Linked DNA regions of Macaca mulatta: region 2 is linked to region 1. Evidence: chromatin contacts called from public Hi-C data. All regions are on one chromosome and are shown on one strand. Each heading gives the region's core, a stretch centred on a gene start, on an enhancer-like site or on the middle of the called end of the contact. The rest is flanking DNA. Distances are from core to core; before and after follow the strand shown. Region 1 has its middle 52 kb from the start of ANKRD55. Region 2 overlaps MAP3K1 (mitogen-activated protein kinase kinase kinase 1).

Region 1 (3,339 bases), core at 548-3,047:
ATCTAATGACTTAAACCTATTTCCTTTGCAGAAAGTGTTGCAAATGTTATAACACAGCAAACTCCTTGAATGTGTGTGTCTTCCAGTAATTTTGATAGACTGGCCAGAGTGAAAGTTAGTCCATGAATGTGATAGAGTGTTTTCTCTAAGAAAAGCTAACTTTATGCCTTTAAATCCATGAGTTGCACATGAACATGACATGAGCAAACACGTATTGTTCAATGGTTCCTGGTGGCCACTGTTTTTATTCTGGATTTTTGCTTCATAAAAATGATAAATCTGATGTTATAAACTTTCTAAGGAAGCTCACATTTTTCCTAATGCTCAAAATTGAAAGGAAAAAGGGGGCGCATGGCTTCAGGAGCCACTTAGCATTGCAGTTCAACTGTTAAAAATTACAAACAAAAATTTTATTTAATTTCTTGCTTGCCCTTAATAGGAAAGGCATCTTTACAGGATTGTTGATTATAGTGTCTGGAATGGTTCATACTGGAAGATCCTCTCAGCTAATCATACTCTGCTCCTTTTTCTTTTCACTAGATGCATTGTGGCCTGAACATGAACATACATGGTGCTAAGTAATTTTTTTTTTTTTCTTTTTGAGACAGGGTCTTGCTCTGTCACTCAGGCTGGAGTGCAGTGGCGCAATCATGGCTCACTGCAACCTTAAGGGCTCAAGTGATCTTCTTGCCTCAGCCTCCCAAGCAGCCGGTGTGTGCCACCACACCCAGCCAATTTTTTTTTATTTTTTTGTAGAGACGGGGTCCCACTATGTTGCCCAGACTAGTCTCAAACTCCTGGGCTCAAGAGATCCTCCCGCCTCACCCTTCCAAACTGTTGGGATTACAGGCATGAGCTACCAGGCCTGATCAGCTATTTATACCTTCTCTGACTCTTAAACCTGCCCTGGGGCCACTGGTGTACTCACTGTATTTAACAACCAGCTTTCTGGAGTGCTGCGGGGAGAAGGGTAGTCCTGATTTGCAGTAAATGGCCATTTTTGTAGCATAAATACTCCCACAGTGGCCAGCGTCAAGCTTCCAACACGACATCACTTCACTGGGGGCGAGGAAGAGATTACACAACTGGCTCTCATGAGCTTGTGTGAGCCACCTCCAGCCGTGTGTACCTATAAACCCACCAGACCCACCCACCCACTTAAGCATTGTCTCCGAACTGCCAGTGACTTAAAAAAAAGTTCTGTACACTAGAGAGATAAGGGTTCAGGAAACAGGCCATAGTCCTTGATTTCAGGTGCTCACATGCTTAATTCAGAGAGATGGCTGTCCTGTATCCATGATCAACAGAGAGGTTCTTGCTGGGAACAAGAGAAACGGGAAGAGAATAAGTGAAAGAAAAAATAAAATCAGCGAACTGTCTTGAAGTCAAAACTGAGCTTGCGGTAAAGCATATGGGATCAACCACCTCCTATGTTTTCACAGTTCTGCTCTGCCTGAAGGGAAGTGCCAGCTCCAAAGGAGGTCCAGCTGGTCTCCTGTGAGCAGGATTTGCAGGCTGAGGGTTAAAGGCACCCTAAGCCATGGAGCACCTCTGACCCCCACTGGCTGCTGTGATGCATTGCATCTCAGGGATGGCCAAGGCCCCTCAGTACATTGCCCTTTCCTAACCACAGGTGACCAGTTTCTCCTTCGATGTATTGTCAGGACTTTCCACCAAATGCCATCCATTTATCATCCATCTCCTTTGAGATATTTTCACTCTTTATCTACTTCTCCTCTGGGCTGGTAGATATTTCTAAGTCACTGTATAGTGCATGGATTTTATTTTCATTTTTGTTTGATCAGAAAATGAGTCAAGAGAAGATATGACGTTGTTGCATATGTAGTTGATTTTCATTTCTCTTTTTCTTGTCCTTTTGGTGACAAACACCAGGAACCGCTTCTTTTTGTAGAAGAAGTCCTTCACCACCTATTCTGTGTCATCATCTGAAGTGCATGCTGTCTTGTGGTCCCTTTGGTAGAGCAGGAGCACCACCCACAGCAACAAAACATGCCCTGAGTCTCTGGAGGGAGCCTGGGCAGTTAATGAAACCCAGGGCCAATGGACCACGAAGCCCAGTCCATAATTAGAGAGCTGCATCCGTTGCTCACACGCAAGTGTCTGATTCCATCGGTTCACTTTGGTATCTGTATGGCGTCTCTCTATTTGTATGATACCTTGGTAATCTGACTCATGAATTAGACCAGACCAAAGCAAGCTGAGGGAAAGGCAGAGTATGTGTGGGTAAGGAGCATGCCTTCCAATGGGTTTGCTCCAATCTCAGCAATCTCCACTGATTTCCAGCCTTGTTCTAAAAACAAAACATTAGTTGTACATTCCAGGTATTCCTCAAAGGAGTTATTTTTTTCCAGTACCCTGTATTAAATTAATTTTGATTTTGCGTCTAGTCTCACCACTTTAGATCATAACCTGAGTGTAACTTCCTTTTGCTGAGCAGGAATAGTCTTGCCTCTCTACGTATCACTTTCAAACATAAAATTCTGGGTTTCTTATTCTAAAGAATTGCTTTCTGCTCTTGTTTCTCATGGCCAGCAGAGGGACTCCAGAGTAACCCTCAGACAGAGTGTGAGGTTGGGCCACTTTGTGGTGGTGAAAGATCGCCCAGCTCTCTAGAGAAGAGACATTTAAACCTAGGGTTTCCCAGCACACATACAAAAGGCTTGAGAAATAAAGCCGGATCTCTCAGGACCACAGGTAACAATAATCTTTCCCTGGGGCTAAGAAGAGCTTTGTAATCACATCCACCCCAGCAGAGAGAAAGAAAGCAGGTTAGTGCTTCTTTTAAGAATTGTGAAAACTGAAGGAGAAAACAACCAGAACCCTGGATGGGAGCCATTATTCCTCGTTGACATCACAGCCCTCCAGAGCCGCGGAGAGGGGATATTTGGGAGACTAGGGACCAACTCAACCTTATTACGTTTTGTTGGCTGATAAACTTCACAAATGACCTAGTCATCACTGAAATTATTCAGTCACTTGTCACATTTTTCTCCTTTTTTTTCCCCCAGTCTTATAGACAATGAGCAAATTGTGTAGGAAATAAACTGTTTGCAACAGATGCCGGAGAGCGTGAGGAGAAATAGGCACACTTTTACACAGTTGGTGGGAGTGTAAGTTGGTTCAACCATTGTGGAAGACAATATGGCAATTCCTCAAGGATCTAGAAACAGAAATACCATTTGACCCAGCAATCCCATTACTGGGTATACACCCAAAAGATTATAAATCATTCTACTATAAAGACACATGCACATGTATGTTTACTGCAGCACTGTTCACAATAGCAAAGACTTGGAACCAACCCAAATGCCCATCAAT
Region 2 (3,139 bases), core at 368-2,867, 580 kb before region 1:
AATAGTGTCACTGCAGGAAGAGTGGCGTTTAACAGGGAAACAGAGCAAGGTAGTAAGTAGAAACACTGAGACAGAAATAAGGGAGAAGAGAGAGAAATTAGAAGAAAGACAGGGATGAAGAAGTAACAAAAGCCAACCTAACACTTGTACCTGGGTCCCTTGATAAGCTGTTAGATGACGACAGCCACTTTTGTACCACCCTGGATAATGAATGACTAGTTCTCCAGGAGCCAAGTGTACAATGGAGGAAACTTCTTGGTGGATTCTTTAATTTGGAATGAAATAAATTTTAACCCATCTCTGTTCCCTGCAACATCAAAGAGTCTGACTGAAACATTAGTTCTACACAATGCCTGGCACACAGGGGACGTTTAATAAACACTTAAAAATAAGAATCCTGGCCGGGCGCAGTGGCTCACGCCTGTAATCCCAGCACTTTGAGAGGCCGAGGCAGGCAGATCACCTGAGTTTGGGAGTTCAAGACCAGCCTGACCAACATGGAGAAACCCCATCTCTACTAAAAATACAAAATTAGCCGGGTGTGGTGGCACATGCCTGTAATACCAGCTATTCGGGAGGCTGAGGCAGGAGAATCGTTTGAACCCAGGAGGGGGACGTTGTGGTGAGCCGGGATTGCGCCATTGCACTCCAGCCTGGGCAACAAGAGCAAAACTCCATCTCCAAAAAAATAAACAAAAATAATCCTACCAGTCTAATGTAATTTTTAAGTTATTAAATGGCTCATCTTTAGGAAGGAAATACTGTTTGTCAACAACTAGTGATAACGGAGAAATAACTGCCAGAGTGTCATCACAGAAAAATTATATTACATGCCAGACAATGGATTTGGTGCTTTACATGTATGAATTTACTGCACCCTTCCAGCAACCCTGTGAAGTCTTTTCTATCAGAGGCTTGGGGAGGCTAGGTTATGCGCAGGGTAACACAGTTTATAAGTGAAGGGCAGGGCTAGATTCAAACTCTCACAGGTTTGATTGAAGAGCCTGTGCTCTCTGCTGCTATGAGTGTTCACTGTCCAATCTGAGTTTGTTTTTACAAGAAGTCAGCACTTGTGCTGATACCTATATGATGATAATACAAAGAAGTTTTGTAAGTTTTTACAACAATGACTATTTGATTATAATAATTTAAAAAGCATATTAATTCTCTTCATTATTAGAGCATTTCATCGCAATAGAGGCAACTAAGACTCTAATGATCTTTCGTAGAAAGCCCTTCTGGAAGTCAATGAGATTCAACCTTAGTATAAATAAAGATTTCCATATCTTGATTCTCTTAGTGTCCAAGGAACTTCAAGGAACCCTAGAAAATACATTAGATTATTTGGGACAGGCACAATTCAGAGCTAACTAAAGTCTACTCATGAAGCCTTCATAGCAGAAGAAATTCACACGCTACCAAACTCATAAGCCATATTACTGAGGAAAGAGGAGAGCAACGGAGGACCCAGCTTCCGAAACAATCGTAGTCCACTGTGGAACCCTTAAAGTGTAAGGTTCCAGGTAAAGGGCAGGAGCAGGAATGACTTAACTGAGGGTAGGAGAGCATAACGAAACAGGAAGACTGATAGTTCCTTCCCACGGACAGGGCTAACAGCCACATGGGCTACTCAGTCAATTCTCCTGAGTAACTGAGGGTAGGAGAGCATAATGAAACAGGAAGACTGACGATTCCTTTCCATGGACAGGGCTAACAGCCACATGGGCTACTCAGTCAATTCTCTTGAGACACGGCTCTTACTACTCCATTTTACAGATGAGACAAAGGATACGGGAGGTTCAGTTACATGTTCAAGGTGATAAAGTCTGTATGCAAAAAACACTATGACTTACACTCAGAGGAGTGACTTCACAGTCTGTGTCTTCTAAGAACAAAAGGAAAATGAATATGTACAAGTACTTTTAATCTGTTGACCTAGATTGCAAACAAAACTAAAACCAAAACCAAACCATCTTTTATCTCAATACTAAGACAATTCTATTTTCCAGTAAGACAGTTTTTCCAGAGACTATACAGTCTTTGCCAACTGTTGGCCTATTCCTTCTTCTAAGCAAGGAGGATTAAATAAACCATTGGAAGGGGGAATCTTCCATCTTTATGTGATGCAACATTTATAACACAGGTAGGTTTACATAAGAAGTAACAATGTATAAAAATGGCTCACATTCTGAAAATTAGTTCCCACAAGATTTCATTCCAGGTTCTATTCAGTCAAGTTTGACCCTGAGAACTAAAGACGGCACAACTTCTATTTATTTATAACAAGAAACAGGCACTACTACTTTCATCTCCCCACAGGGTAAATATCCTCTCTTTAGCAGAACACAGGATTGATTCGTTCTTTTTAAGACAGAGAGCGTTTGGCTCTGACGCCTAGGTTGGAGTGCAGTGGCGCAATCTTGGCTCACTGCAACCTCCACTTCCCAGCTCAAGCAATCCTCCAGCGTCAGCCTCCTGAGTAGCTGGGACCACAGGCGCGAGCCACCACACCTGGCTCATTTTTTTGTACTTTTTGTACAGATGGGGTTTCTCCATGTTGTCCAGGCTGGTCTTGAACTCCTGAGCTCAAAGCAATCCACCCGCCTTGGCCTCCCAAAGTGCTAGAATTACAGGCATGAGCTACCACACCCGGCTGAAATCAGTTTTATAGTATGTTGAATCTGTATCAGAAATCTTTATCGGCGGAAAAACTATTTTAAGTATTGTGTGCAAACCTTCCTATTTAGGCCTTTGAGAGATATGGGCACAGAATTCACCCTCAAAAAGCTCATGTTCTGATTAACCACATCAACAGTTAAGTAATATGGAAGTCAAGTAACAAAGACAATAACACAACTAATTATAAACAATACATATAAGCAGTTTAATACCACCTTAGTGATTCTGATCGACTCATATTTATCATATATCCACATGGTCATGCACAATAAATCCATCTACCCTAAATCATGGATTAGTTTCCATTAAAACACCACTCCACTTGAGTTTTAAAATTAAAAGTATTATCCAGCACAATCATAGGATTTTGAAAACTAGAACACAGTACAGAAACATAAAATATATATAAAATATATATAAAATTAACCAAAATTAAAATAAGACAATGTATTAATAGATA

The links. A called contact is a pair of places that touch in the nucleus more often than the background predicts.
Region 2: a Hi-C map of CD4 T cells shows a contact between it and region 1, with 6 times the contacts expected there. The contact joins two enhancer-like sites. A contact is called at or near these places in 6 of 14 Hi-C or Micro-C datasets (CD4 T cells, blood, fetal cortex germinal zone and 2 more).

Annotation. Positions count from the first base shown.
Region 1 is chr6:64,090,604-64,093,942 of T2T-MMU8v2.0, reverse strand. No RefSeq gene overlaps it. Among named protein-coding and RNA genes, the nearest start is that of ANKRD55, 52 kb to the right of the region's middle. Within about 2 kb of position 1,797, at least 11 of the 40 cell types and tissues checked have an H3K27ac peak or open chromatin away from gene starts, as enhancers often do. A contact at or near this core is called in CD4 T cells, where this site is marked.
Region 2 is chr6:64,667,364-64,670,502 of T2T-MMU8v2.0, reverse strand. All of the region lies in intron 1 of MAP3K1 (mitogen-activated protein kinase kinase kinase 1), which reads right to left. Among named protein-coding and RNA genes, the nearest start is that of MAP3K1, 34 kb to the right of the region's middle. Within about 2 kb of position 1,617, at least 7 of the 40 cell types and tissues checked have an H3K27ac peak or open chromatin away from gene starts, as enhancers often do. A contact at or near this core is called in CD4 T cells, where this site is marked.